Regions from separate parts of the Danio rerio genome. Here region 2 is linked to region 1. A link is a contact called in public HiChIP or PLAC-seq data. All regions are on one chromosome and are shown on one strand. Each heading gives the region's core, a stretch centred on a gene start, on an enhancer-like site or on the middle of the called end of the contact. The rest is flanking DNA. Distances are from core to core; before and after follow the strand shown.

The links. HiChIP or PLAC-seq counts read pairs in DNA pulled down with a chosen protein or histone mark.
Region 2: an H3K4me3 HiChIP or PLAC-seq map of embryo shows a contact between it and region 1, with 2.4 times the contacts expected there. The contact joins the promoter of u2af1 here to the promoter of ube2al in region 1. A contact is called at or near these places in 1 of 18 Hi-C or Micro-C datasets (caudal fin) and 1 of 4 datasets of contacts at active chromatin or transcription factors (embryo).

What each region holds. Positions count from the first base shown.
Region 1 is chr9:9,050,156-9,057,599 of GRCz12tu, forward strand. ube2al (ubiquitin conjugating enzyme E2 A, like) reads left to right here and starts at 5,064. Exons shown (of 6, transcript NM_199719.1): 1 at 5,064-5,201; 2 at 5,628-5,708; 3 at 6,622-6,647; 4 at 6,754-6,843; 5 at 7,203-7,291. The coding sequence starts at 5,158. ankrd10b (ankyrin repeat domain 10b) reads left to right here. Exons shown (of 6, transcript NM_001077377.1): 5 at 974-1,063; 6 at 3,441-4,027. The coding sequence ends at 3,733.
Region 2 is chr9:9,325,638-9,332,449 of GRCz12tu, forward strand. u2af1 (U2 small nuclear RNA auxiliary factor 1) reads right to left here and starts at 5,151. Exons shown (of 8, transcript NM_177479.2): 1 at 5,107-5,151; 2 at 4,084-4,171; 3 at 3,931-3,994; 4 at 2,169-2,218; 5 at 996-1,094. The coding sequence starts at 5,150.

The DNA.
Region 1 (7,444 bases), core at 3,814-6,313:
CGTCCGATAGACAACACCGGCATCGCGATCCTCCGCCCGCCCCCGTTGCAAATCCGCTCGCGAAAAGTACACACTCAGGCCCTGTTTACACTCTCTTTGTTTTTAAATGGCATTTTAGAACGACAACAATTTGACATCCACAGTGGCATGTAGCATTTCTGAGCAGCCCTCCTTCCTCTCTACCTCTGAAAATGCACATCACGTGACCACACAGACACAGACGCACACAGCCATGCACTCGAGACAGCAGGTCCAGGCAGTCAAAGGACTGCTTCAATCTTTCACTCACTTGTACTTAGTCATTTTAGCAAACACCTCAGATACTGTTGGCTGGTTCCTGTTGGTTGTGCCTCTTTTTTTTACCGACGCCATTATAACGACACAGATCACTGCCTATTCACGAGTCCCGCAGAAAAAGTGATTGACAGGTGGTAATTATGTGTGTATCTTGCCTTTATTTATTAACTGTATGATTTGTTTATGGGTAAAACAAAGACCATGCAGGTCAGGTAGTTTAAACGGTAGGCAACAAATAATTAATTGGTCATTCATTTATTTCATAATCGAAAATCGAATCGTGCCTTCAGAATCGAAAATGTAATCGAATCGAGAATTCGGAGGATCGTGACACCCTTAGTTTTAACCCTTCAGAGTAACAGTTTGTGGACAGTTTGCTGATAGCCTAATGATTCAAAAATTTCCACAAAATCAGTTAATACAGCTTTGTGATTACTCTTTATTTATGTGCTGTAAAGTTTTCTGTAGTTAAAAACCTTTTTTTATCTATTTTTGAATGCTTGGTCTTCAATCAGAACTAAAACTTAAGGCACGTTCTGTGGAAAACTGAGAGCAGATTATTGTTGTAAATATTGCATAATAGGACCCCTTTAAAAACATATTTAAAATGGATCATTTAACATTTTGTTGGGTCGCCATTGCAAAATCAGCAGACTGCCATCACCATACATTTCAGATCTCGGTTATCAGCCAATAAACGGGTCCAGTGGGGAAGAGCAGATGGAGAACATGCACATGGAGTTCGGGCCTGCACTGAATTCCACAGGTGGGAACAGACCTTTAAATGGATCCTTGCCCTTGCCGTCCAATGGCTACTGCAGTCCAGAACAGGACAGGGGGGTCCAAATGGAGAGCTCATCCTCTCCAGTCCACAAAGAGCTGGAGATCTTCAACGTGACCTCCATGCAGATACCATGCCGTTGCACTAACTCCTATGCCTATCTGTAGGGGCATTTGCCTTTTACTTTACTTTGTGTGTCTGGGAGAGAAATGAATTTAATCTGGCGCACATTGTACGCATAAAACTTGGTCATAGTGGCACCACCATATCTATTTAACTTCTGGTGGTATGCACTTTTTAATACAAAAGCAAAAAAATTGGAGAAGGTTGTTTTGTTTTGCACAATAACTTCCTTGAACGCCTCTTAATTTGAATTCCAATGCATTCCAATGTTTGAATCATCCCAATATTTTTCCTTGGCTGTAAAATAGTAGTTTGTTATGAGGTTGTATTTAGGCCTATATCTATACTTGGAAAGTGTTTGGTTTTCTTGTTTTCCTGTTCTTTGTTGGTATAACACTGATTGCACAGCTTTGGTTGTGAATTGTATTTGCCCTCAAAAATGTCATAAGTTGCTTTGTAATATTGTTTAAATTCTTGCATTATTAGTTATGGTGTGTGTGAGAGTCATATTAATTTACTGTAAAGTAGCAAGAAACGAGATTCCAAGTTAATGCAGGTTTTATTTCCCAGTTGAAAACATAAAATGTTGTTTATTTTATTCTTCACATTTAATTGTATTGTTATGCCAAAGCATATCTTCTGAATGTACAGAGTGCATCCATTAACTATCACTGTGCACTTAGTTACTTCTTTAACCTTAGACTTTTAATCCTTCTGTTGATGTTATTTGTTGAAGTCTGTATCGTTAGATTTATTGCATCTGCAGTGTTCATCCTTCAGGTTATTGTATGAGGGCAAAAGTCTTTTTTTTCTTTGTAATGTTTTGCATAGCTTTTTATATATAGTATGGGAAATATTTGTTAAATACATTAGAGCTAATTTGAGCTATAAGGGGGGGCTTCTTTTCACTGTACTTTATATAAATTCATATATAAATTGTTATTTCATCCAGAACGAATGCCAGAATATTATTTGTTTGCACTGCATACAGCCTAATGCATGATTGCCTACATAAAGTACTAAGTTACACGAGACATCTGACTGTTAGTACTCATTGAAACACTGAAACTGAGCTGAAAATATTGTTTATGTAAAGACGCAGAATGCATAAGGTTGATGGAGATGTCATTTCTATTCTCATTAAAAAGTTCTGTCATTTAACAAACACAGACTCTTGCATTTGTGCTTTGTAAGAACATGTAAGCAATTGAAACCACATGCAAGTAGGGCTGCACATTATATCGTTTCAACATGGATATCGCAATCTGCGCATCCGATAGTCACATCGTAAGATATGCAATGTTGTGTCTGAATTATAGTTGACCAGGAGCCGCAGAATTGTATTTAATTACTGTATGTATTTGGAATTTATAAGATTTATGCAACAACAACAAAAAGTTTTCCTTGCTTTGAATTTTTGGCTTGTTTCTAGTACTAATATCTACATTTCAAAACGAAAACGAAACCGTTTTACTTTTTTTTTTTTTTTTTTTTTAATAAAGTTTTTACCACTTACCGATTTTTTTTTTTTTTTTTTTTTTTTTTTTTTCCCCAGGAAGAATTTTAAAAAAAAAAGTTAAAAAATACAAAATATTTTTAGTTGATCTAAGAATTTTTTGACATCTGGACTACTAACGAGATAAAGCAATGTAAAAAAGCAATTTTTTGCATTGTTATTTAATCAATTTGTGTACCTGAATACTGTTAGACTCCATAGAAAACCATCAAATAGAGCTATGCAATATCAAATTTTTCCAATATCGTGCAGCCCTACATGCAAGTATTCATTTGATGTTGTTTGCTACAATTGTTTGGCTACAATACGCAGATCTTTTATGTTTGTTGGTTGATCCTTTCATTAACCCTTAACCTTTTTATTTTTTTTCCTTCAACATGCATGAGATTTAAATATTAAATTCATCTTAATTTAAAAGGTGAAGTGTTTGCAGTTGAAGTGAATGTAGGGCAGTGTGCCAGTGTTTTATTTGTTTGGGTAAACCATATCAAGGCTTGAAACCAGGACTTTAATCTCCAGTTCAAATGTTCAGATGCAATTGCATTATATAAACCGTACAGGTGATTTTGAAAAACATAACCTGATTAATTTACTCAACCCTGGTAATATTTCAAGTAATAAAAACTTTGGAAATTGTTGTGCAAAACGGTAACATTCAATTGAGAATGGGGCAATTCTTTACTTTTGCTAATGAGGTTATTATTCATTTGTTCTCTCTAACAGCAGGACTCTGCCATCCCATGCAGCACCTCAATGGGGGTGACCTGATGCGCGAGAACATAAATGGGAATTCATCCGAGGTTAAGAGTGGTGATCATATTGGGAATGAGGGGGTCTCCTCACATCTTGGTCTTTTTGACAGTGGCCTTCACTACGGGCACCATAACGGCTTTGGAGACACAGCTGAGAACATGGAGGACGCCAGCAGTCAGATAGAGCACCGCAAGTCAGTCAGTGTAGAGGAGCAGTACGACCACATCACCTTCGACACCATGCACATCTATCATGGGTGTTAGGATCGTCCTGTCCACACTTAACATGCCTTTATATGTCCATTAAGAATGTGCTGGATTGCTTTAAGTCCATGTGTTTTTGAAAGGGACAATGTATTTGTGTTGTTAAATAAAAAGTGCATTTTATGTATGCTTTTTTTTTTGTATTTTTAGTTTGGGTCAGTCAGAAAATCATGGAACTTATGCATTATTTGATCCAATGTATTAAATGTGCCTACGAACTAATTATAATTGTTTAATGACATCTCTTTCTTATGTAGTATTAAGAGCTGCTTATGATTAAAATGGTTGATCAGTTGACTGAATCAATTGTATGTTTTGTTTTGCTCTATCTATATTTTGCTTGTAATTATGTAACGAGTAGCCAGGCAAAATACTGAATCATTTCGTTTTGACATAAGGTCAAAAAATGATACAATATTAACTTAGCATGGTAGTTAGTTCCATATAACTCCAATAAAAAGTTACGGATACATTTTGTTGAGTTACTAAACACCAACAAATAATTTAATAAATGATTAAATGTTTTACAAGTAGTTTTATCGTCGGTTTAGTTAATTAAATTGAATAATAACCATATTATAAAGTGTTGTCAAACAATAGCAAGGTTAGGCCTTTAGCTAGGTTAGGGCTAACTTGTAAAAAGAGTAGGCCAGAATGTGTTAAAATGTTTTGTCTTATAATAAATAGCTTATAAAATATTTTGTGCTGTTACATACTGTTAAGTTAAATTAACGAATAGTTATTTATTGTATTTTGAAGTGCTCTAACTTTTATCACGATATAGTATGTATTATTGAATGTCGAAGTTGGTTTTAATTGTTTCCACAGTCTGACTCGAAACGCGTTTAGTATCTAGTGTATTCCCACTTCGTTAGAATAAAAAATGTGGCTTTAAAAACATGAATAACGACTAAGCACGTCGTTTACCTGTTATGAAATATCAGACAGAGTACAAGGTGGACGTTTACTGCGTTTCCTGCCCTTAACCGCTAGGAGGACTCTCTGACCTCATTCCTCCCACAGAAACGTCATCGAGGCTGTTCCTCCAACCAAGACTCTACCAACGGAAAGACAAATAGGGGGACTTGTGACGTTTACGTAGCGCTTGACAAACATTTTACTTAAATTCTCGAATTATTTCCATTAACTCAAAATATTTCAAACAACTATTAGAATATTGATCACTGCAATTTTTCAAAACTAAACACACATTTGATTATAGGATCTTTTGCGTGATGACTCTGTGTTTTTGGTCGCAAATAACTCCCCTGTGTGGGACAGGTGGTATATTCGTGTCTCGTGAAAAGACGTCTTGTACTCAGAAAGGAATATTAATCATCGCTGTTGTGATAAATACAGTTACCTTAGGATTTCTTAATAGGGCTCTAAAAATAAGCGCTGACGCTTTTTAAGTGTAGTTAAAGATGTCCACCCCAGCTAGAAGGCGACTCATGCGAGATTTTAAACGGTGAGTTGCTGTTCAGCGATAACGTGAGATGTGTTTGTTTTGATGGAATAGCTGGCTAGCTAGTTAGCTTCATAACATTTAAGTCGGTAGTCAAATACTTTAACGTCAAACACACGATTAAAACGTGGTAATTTACTTTGTTTATGCTGTTGTGAGTTTGTCGGTGGTATTACACTACCTATTCACGTTGTAATGTTTCATTTTAAAACTCTACATTTGTTTTAGCTTGTTAGCTAGCGAGCTTGTTCGAGCCGGTTAGAGAAGTTATTCAAGCTTGACTTGTCTGAATGTTATTTTTTATTAGCCAGTGTCTGGACATTTTTAGAAAGTAACCACACGTTGCCATGTTATGTCTTGGGTGTTTTCTAATAGATTTATGCGACTGACACTGAAATAATTGTAATGTGTTGTGTGGTGGTCCCAAAGGCTCCAGGAGGATCCCCCAGCCGGCGTCAGTGGAGCTCCATCTGAGAACAACATCATGGTGTGGAATGCAGTTATTTTCGGGTAAGCCGAGAGCAAATATGTGTCTGATCGAGTCCAAGCTCCTGAAATGGAGATCCCCATGATGAAAAACCTCGGAATATATGGGGGTTTTGTTACTGACATTTTCCCAGCATGATGTGTGGATAACACGTTATTTTAAACTACGTGTACTTCCTTAGGATAGCACGATGTTACTATGTGGGTTAATGTTAGGACAATGGCTAGGTTTATTAGTATCTAGTAATTGCACAGTTTATGTTTTGCAACAAAAAAATACGTTTCATATACATGAAACAGGACTGTAAAATAAAATATTAGTGCTAAGCAAACACAGAATGTCTCCATATAGTTGGTGGGAAAAGAAATAGGAATGTTTTGGATAAACATTCAAATAACATTGAAATAATTATTATTTGTTAAAAAAAATAATAATGAAAATCTTCCTGCAATGTTTGCCATCGAAGAATAGATTGCATTTATGAATTGCATTAAAACAAACTTTTTTTAAAGCAATATTTTACACTTTACCGCATTAAAAAGTATATATAAATAAAATTTTATATATTAAATTATATTAATATATTATTATATATTATTAATATATGTATTATTATTATTAGAATTGTTTGAAAGTGAGTGTAAACAAAGAGCAGGCACAGTGTTGGTATCGGTTTCATTTACAATAGCACTTTATTTTTAATATGTTTTACGATATGACTTTTTTTGATGGAAAAGTAAAAAAAGGTGGAGCCACATCCACCTATTACACAATTGACATGGATAAACCAAAGTCCTGATAGCTTTGATTTATCACGGACAGATTTTGTTCAATGTCTTTTCACTCTTCAGTTTCAGTTGAAGTAGATTGTGACCGTAAATCTGTAACTTAATCTGCAATTTATCTAAATGTTTTGTTTCTTGTTTTCACATGCAGTCCAGAAGGAACACCTTTTGAAGATGGTAAGCTTCTGTTTGCTGAACCGAACTTGTGCAAATATGGTTGAATATGTTTAAAGTAAATTAGTAAAATTTATACTGAAATAAAGATGTTTGCTTTGCCCACAAGGTACCTTCAAACTCACAGTCGAGTTCACAGAGGAATATCCCAACAAGCCTCCAACAGTGAGGTTCGTCTCAAAGATGTTTCATCCAAATGGTGAGTGGTGATTCTTGTTAGTCTCAAATTAAAAGTAATGTTAATGTTGAAAGCTTTATTTATGTATTTTTTTTTAAATAAAGCTTTTAAATGGTAGTAAGCATTTTAATATTTTGCTTAGCATATTTAATATTACAATACATTTTTATTATCAAATGCATCAACTCTTAAGATGTTGTAGGCCAGAATAAGGGTTACTGGTGTATTTTTGTTGGTTTGAGAGTGATTTGCAGTATTAGTTTGGGCTGGTTTCTTCGATACATTTCTTTATTTATTTTTTTTTAATGAACATTAACAAGATTCAGACTTTCATTCTGACTGTGAATGTGTAAATCTAACTCTCCTCATGTCTTTCTCAGTGTATGCTGATGGCAGTATCTGCCTAGATATTCTTCAGAATCGATGGAGTCCTACTTATGATGTTTCTTCTATTCTCACATCAATCCAGGTATGTTAAGTCATTTTGTTTAAAAGTCATTTTAATGTAGCATGTGGAAAACATTTTACATTGACAATTGTCTGCTGCATGCCATCAAATAAGCCACAAAACTAAAAATTGTTGTCATTTACTCAACTTTCAGTTGTCACACGCCTATTTAAG
Region 2 (6,812 bases), core at 3,901-6,400, 280 kb after region 1:
ATAATTTATTGTGGGCATGTTGTTTACATGAAGAAATCTGTTACAAGTTAAACTAAAATTCGAATAAACAATTATATTTACAAATAGTTTTTTTGACTTGCGTTTACATTGATTTTACCTTTGAATAGCCAAAATGATAAGTTTCAGTTTGTTTAAATGTGGTTGATTGCGATTAATTGCAAAAAAGTGTCATTAATTCATTTTTTTTATCGATTGACAGCACAAATAAAAACATTAGATGAGAACAACATGCTTCAATAAGCCATGATCTACACAAACAAATAAAAATAAATAAAATTCACATTATTAAAAGATAAATATGATTTATAATTCAATCTTTGATAAATAACTTAAAATTTTTACCTATTTAAAAAAATCCAAGTCTTTTTTTTTTTTTTTTTTTTTTATAAAAACCTTGTCTAGTGGTACTGAAACTTTCACATTGTAATAAATGATAGAGTTTTGGGGAGAGCAGCTTAACAGTAATTACATATTAACAAGTGGAGGGTGAGTAAATAAGAAATAGCATTTTTGGGTGAACTATCACTTTAAAACTAAGAAAGAACTTCACAGTTCCACAGACAGGCATGGGCCGGTATAAGAATCTGATGGTATCATAACCTTGGATAAAAATACCACGCTATTGTGATTACTGCTCTAAAAATATATTCTTTTTAAATACTCTGTCTGAAGAAGACACTAATTTGGTTACGCCATAATGCATTCCTGTAACTTAAATAATTCATAGTACCTATAACTAAAATCATTCACAGTACCTGCATTGCAAACAATAAAATAATGGGGATTGTTTTTCCACCAACAGATGTAGAAACTATAAACACTTCCTCCTGATGCAAAAAACTTCTAAATAGTTTCTTTTTAGTGCAATAAGGTCAAGAAAGTGTTTAACAGTGATCTAAAAAAAGATCTCAAGTACAACTGACTATAACAACATCTAAACAAAAATATGTTCAAAGTACTGTAGATTCTCTCACCTTCACATAGACATTTCCCACCAAGTGATCTCCTAAATTATCGCAGACGTTCATCTCCTCAACCTCTCCATATTTCTCCTCCATTTCAGTGAAGACCTCCTGTGAACAGTGAATTAAAAATCATGTTAGAGTATAATACCTGCAACTGCTGATTTGCTTCCATTAAAACAGAAATGCCATGTGATCTAATGACTTCTGCAAGATATTTTTTGCTTACTAAAGCTAATCAGTTCTAACATATACGTATAGTAAAAACATTAATAGTGTAAAATACTATTAGGGTATAAATGTACTATTTTCTATTTTAATGTAATGGTGACTGCACAGCTGAAATGTCAGGCAATAGTATTATTCCTGCGTTGGCATGGGCCGGTATATGGTTCTGACAGTATAACCTTGGATGAAAATACCACGGTTTTAATGTATCACAGCATTGTGATTACTGCTCAAAAATAAGTTACTTTAAAGTGTCTGGGTAAAAACAAAAATGCTTTCGATTTGCTAATATTGAACAATGAATTTTATTTTAGGAAATATTTATAACATTTTGGAGCAGTAAACATTTTAGACTAAATAGTTAAAATAAATTATTGACTTCGTTTTGAGATAAAAAAAAAAAAAAACACAGATTTCTTTACAACACATAAGAAAAAAACCTTACATATACCTTAGGAATGGTATAACAAAGAATTTTAACAGTTTAAAAACCTTTACTTTTCCAAACTGCAGTAAACCTTGAAACCGGTTATCGCCCCATGCCTATGTCTGGTTCACACCAAAACAGGTATAAAGTATTACCGGGAGTAGATTAAAGTTAATGCAAACATGCAAATGGAAATTCTGAAATCCCTTAAAATGTATATTATTTCTCTGATTGTAAGAATGTTAAATGTATTAATGGAATAGTTTACAACAAACTAATAAACCTATTTGAGTAAGAATTCCCTGTTTAACTTAAGTTTCTTCTTGTGAATACTAAAGAGAATATTTTGAAAAAGATTGAAAACTGGGAACCATTTAACCACAACTATTGACATCAATGGGTACTGGTTTCCAGCTTTCTTCAAAATATATTATTTAGAACCACTTGAGGGCGAGGAACTTTTTTATTAGGGTTGCATTTAGCTGCCTCATTGACCATTTCCCCATGACTTTCATAGATGCACAACTCACCTCAAAGAACTCATCATAATGTTCCTGCATCTCCACATCACTGACAGCATCTGATAAAAGAGAAAACAATGATAAAGTACAAGAATGACTCCAGGTAACTCCTGGGCTCCATCAAAACCTGGATTTAAGATACATTTGTTTTTTTTTATAAAATCATCACATATGAATGAGGACATTTTAGAGAAAAAAATGAGCACGTTTTGTTAAAAAAAAAAAGAATCAAATGAAAATAGTCCTTTACATGTGGTCAATATCCACACAAACTAAAATTAAACTATAAATTAATTGAATTTGTAGAAAAGGCATTATGTTCAGAGTTCATGCACATATTTACTACTTAAAATTCCATGACTTTTCAATGTCTTTTCTAAAACTTTCAGGTAAATCTTCATGATCTTGTTTCGTTTTTAATGCAATGTGTAAATAAGAAAAAAAAATGCACATTCAAATTTACTACAGCATATCAAACATGTGACAATCAATGTATTTTATATTTATCTGTAAAATAGTTTAGAAAGTGTCTAGCTGTCGATGTTGAAACAGAAATGTTGGCTTGTGTTTTCACAAGACTACTAAAATTAGTACAAACCTCTGCAGTTAGAGATCGTTTCTGGACACGACACTCAAAATGCATCTTGAACTATGGTGAAAGCAAGCAAAAGCGAGGCAAAGCTGAAACTGCTTTTACTTTTTGAAGTTAATTGCTTTTACAACTGAAGATTGCAAAGTTTACCCCACACAAAAAAAAGTCCCATGAAGAGATGGACAGCTCAATTTCATTTCATTTAAAATGTACCCAATTTTATTATCTCAAATATATTCAAGCACAAAAATAATTGTTAAGCAATGTTTCATGACTTTTCCAAAACATTTTGGGTTTATTTGTTTTTCAAAAACTTTTCCAGGCATGGAAAAACATTTTTTTTTTATTTCATGAAGTTTCCAGGTTTTCCAGGACCTTATGAAAACTGTGTGTGTGTGTGTGTGTGTATGTATATATGTATATGTATATATATATATATATATATATATAAGGATATCAGGATATGATGACTTGTATTGTTCATTATAGTTTTGTAGCCATCAAGAAAACGACCAGAATTAGCCTACTGTTCTTTGCATTATTCTTTTTGTTGTCTAACTGTGTATACATGATTTGCTGCAACCAAAAAAATAGCTTTAAAGATTAGTCAACCGCTTGCGTGAGTAGATCTCAGCAACTTTTCTGGTCAAATACAGGTTTTGTGAATGTTTAATTTTTATGTATAATATTATAAATGTGCTGTTAAATGGGTAGTTTACCAAAAATGAAAATTTACTATCCCTCAAGTTTATTTATAATTTTATTCTTTTGAACACAAAGAAGATACTTTAAAGATTGTTGGAAACTGATGTCCATAACAGGAGAAGTAAATATTATGAAAGTCAATATAGTTACAGGATTTTAGCTCTCTCCAAAATATCTCCATTTGTGCTCAACAGAAGAGAGAAGCTAAGTTTGGAATAAGTGAAAGTTGAGTAAATTATAAATATACATTATATAAAAAAATATGAAATAAATAAAAACAACATAAATGGACCTTTCTTTTGGAGAAAGTGGTCCAAAGTGCACTGGCTAAAACATGCAAATAAGAAAATCAAAGTCTACTTGTGATCGAATCAAACAAAATGCATCTTGATAACAACTGTAATCAGAACCCTGCATGCTCTTAGCTCCGGATTGCAGGACATCACTTAATCCTAATACAGGAGTAGGACTTACTTAAGCCATCAGCAGACTGGGCTGTGTTTTGTGGGTTCCTGTAGATGTTCAACAGGGCAATGGTCTGCAACACATATCAAATGTCAATCACAACATAAATCTAGCAGAAGCATCATGGATTACAGGATCACTGATGTAAAAACTGACAGATACCTGACTGAAGGTGGGTTTATTATGAAGTCTAGAGCATCGGTCTCCATGGCGACAGGCTCCAATTTTAAAGTAGAAAGAGCAGTTGACCCTGTTGAATTAAAACACACAGTTTTAATTGATCAGTTTTGTTCACACATTTCTGGATTTTTTTTTTTTGGATTTTGATTAACAATCCTCTTAACTCTCTGTTTATTAAACAGAGTTCATTTAACACTGTTCATTAAACTGCTTTTGAACTAAATCAATATAACTTTAGCCATCACTCTCACAGGCTGATATTAATTTTATGTATAGAAATAGGTTTCAACATTTAATCTAAATAATGTACAAGCATCTTTTACACGATACGTGCACTTGGTATTTCGTTATTAGTATTTTTATTAAGTAGTACTAATCTATAACCTAATATTAACGTTAGTAAATAGTAAACTTTTAAAAAGGGGTACTTATTCACTCGATACAAGTGTTTACTATTAAGACACAAAAACTAGTTCGTCACTTCAACCACCCGTAACGTTACTCACTCATTCGATACTAGTATTTAATCCAATAGTGAACTAACTTAATTAGGATTTATGTTCATGTAAATCTTCCAAATGACACTAAGACACAAATTAATCAAACATAGGCTATTAAAACTAAAAACAAACACAAAAATATGGCTTTTAAATAAGATCCATTTAGCACAGCGTTGAGAAGGCGCCACAATGAATGAAAGGAGCTAACAAGACAGGGCTGGACTTGATATAACAACGCAAACTTAAAACAAATCAATAATAAATGCACATAACAATCTATTACACATGAAAGCATTGTGATCTGAAATATATTTGTTATTAGTATTATTGTTGTGCTGTTAGCGGCGCGGTTAGCAAACGGCTCTGCTCATCACCACGCGATGCACAAGAAAAGAAATACTGAAAATTATTATATTTCAAAATTATCCAATTTTTGCAATAATGCTCAGGGGTGCTCAGCATAAAGAATCACAAGCATTATTTTACGACAATAACCACTACTTACTTGTCTTTTTCTGTACCGAAAATAGACGCCAAGTATTCGGCCATTTTGAAAGAAGAAAGGCGGTGGGTTTTTTTTCTTCTGCCGGAGGATCAAGAGCAGGGGCCGCTGAAGATGGAGGGTCAAACTACTGCCATCTAGTGAGCACCCACTGCAGCACTAATACAAAAGAATTAAATCAAACACAGCGTCACCTATTGGACTGGAAGCATTTTAGGGAAAGAGAGATAGACGTTGGGAGATCACGATGAGCATTATCATACTATTAAGTATGGTTTCCCATTTCAGTCATTATAACATAAAGTCTCAGTGTATTTTGCAACACTCCTGGTTGTGATTATTTTTTACGTGGGTACAATTGATACATTAAGTCAAATTGTTAGTTTTAAAGAGCCCATATTATGGGTTTTTGAAAATTCCCCTCCATGTAGTGTGTAACACAGCTCTAAGTGAAGTGAAGTATCCAGCTAAGGCTTAAATCTGTAAGAATACAGTGTTTAAAACTGTTGATTCATCTATAAAAGAGTCGACTCATAGTGCTTCAAACGAGTCGCCTTGATCACGATTCATTAGGTGTTTCGCCATGACGTACGAACGAAACCAAGTTATTCACGTGCACGCGCAAACCCGGGAGATTTCAAACCTGAGGCCCCGCCCTCTGACGCAGAAACCCAGACACACACACACCCACAAACACACACACACACACACAAACATGCCGGTTGATTGAAGTCACACTGCAGATGGATATATTGAGTCTCTACCCAAAGATGAAACCTCAGCATTATAACCAAGCAGTTGGAAACTTCTGGAAGCTACATGCTACAAAGAATACTTCATCTGCGTTTGTTAAAGGAAGGATCAGTAAAGAGTAACTGATGGACGTCAGGATGGGTTTCTTCCATTTCTCAAGTGTAAGTACGTGCGGTTAAAGTTGTTGCCTCGTTGACTCTAGCTTGCAAATGTATTTAGTTGTGATTTGTTACTTGTAACCGCGTGTACTGTATCAGGTTAACTGGATATATTATCTTATCGCGTGCAAAGCCACGTTGAAAACGCGACGCGTGCTGTTTGTTTATGGAGCTCCGTGCTAGAGTTCTGCTCCCGCGATTTATTCGGAAGTTTATTCCCGCGCCGCAGAAATCTGGCGCGGGGACAGCCGCGGGAATAAATTTCGGAAAAATCGCGGGAGCGGTCGGTAACGGGTTTAATTTGGGACGGGAGCGGGCTGTCTAGCAATATCACGGATATTGCTATGTGAATTAGAAAGAGAGAGTCTGCTTGGTATGAGAGAGCGTATGAGAGAGAGCGAGAGAGAGAGAGAGAGAGCGAACGAACGAACGAGCTTTGTGCTGTGTGTATGTGTTTATACAGATGGACTGTTTACTGGGTGATTTTTGGTTGTGTTCTCCGCTCTAGCGGGACCGGGCGCGGCGGGCAGAAAACGGAGCGGGTTCTCAGGCTAAAACCTGGCGGGTGCGGGAGCGTTGTCATCCGGAGGTGTGTGTGTGTTTTTGTGTGTGTGTGGTATGGCGAGTACACGACTGTCTCCTTCGTTCGGTTATCCGTGGCACTATCCACTCGCCATAGTGTGGCAGCTAAAATCCACGCCTACACTATCGAGCGTGTATGAACTGTGATTACTTTTTAAATTGCTGATTAGCTATTGGCCATTTCCCTCTCTGACTGAAGGCAGTCGACCAATCGCG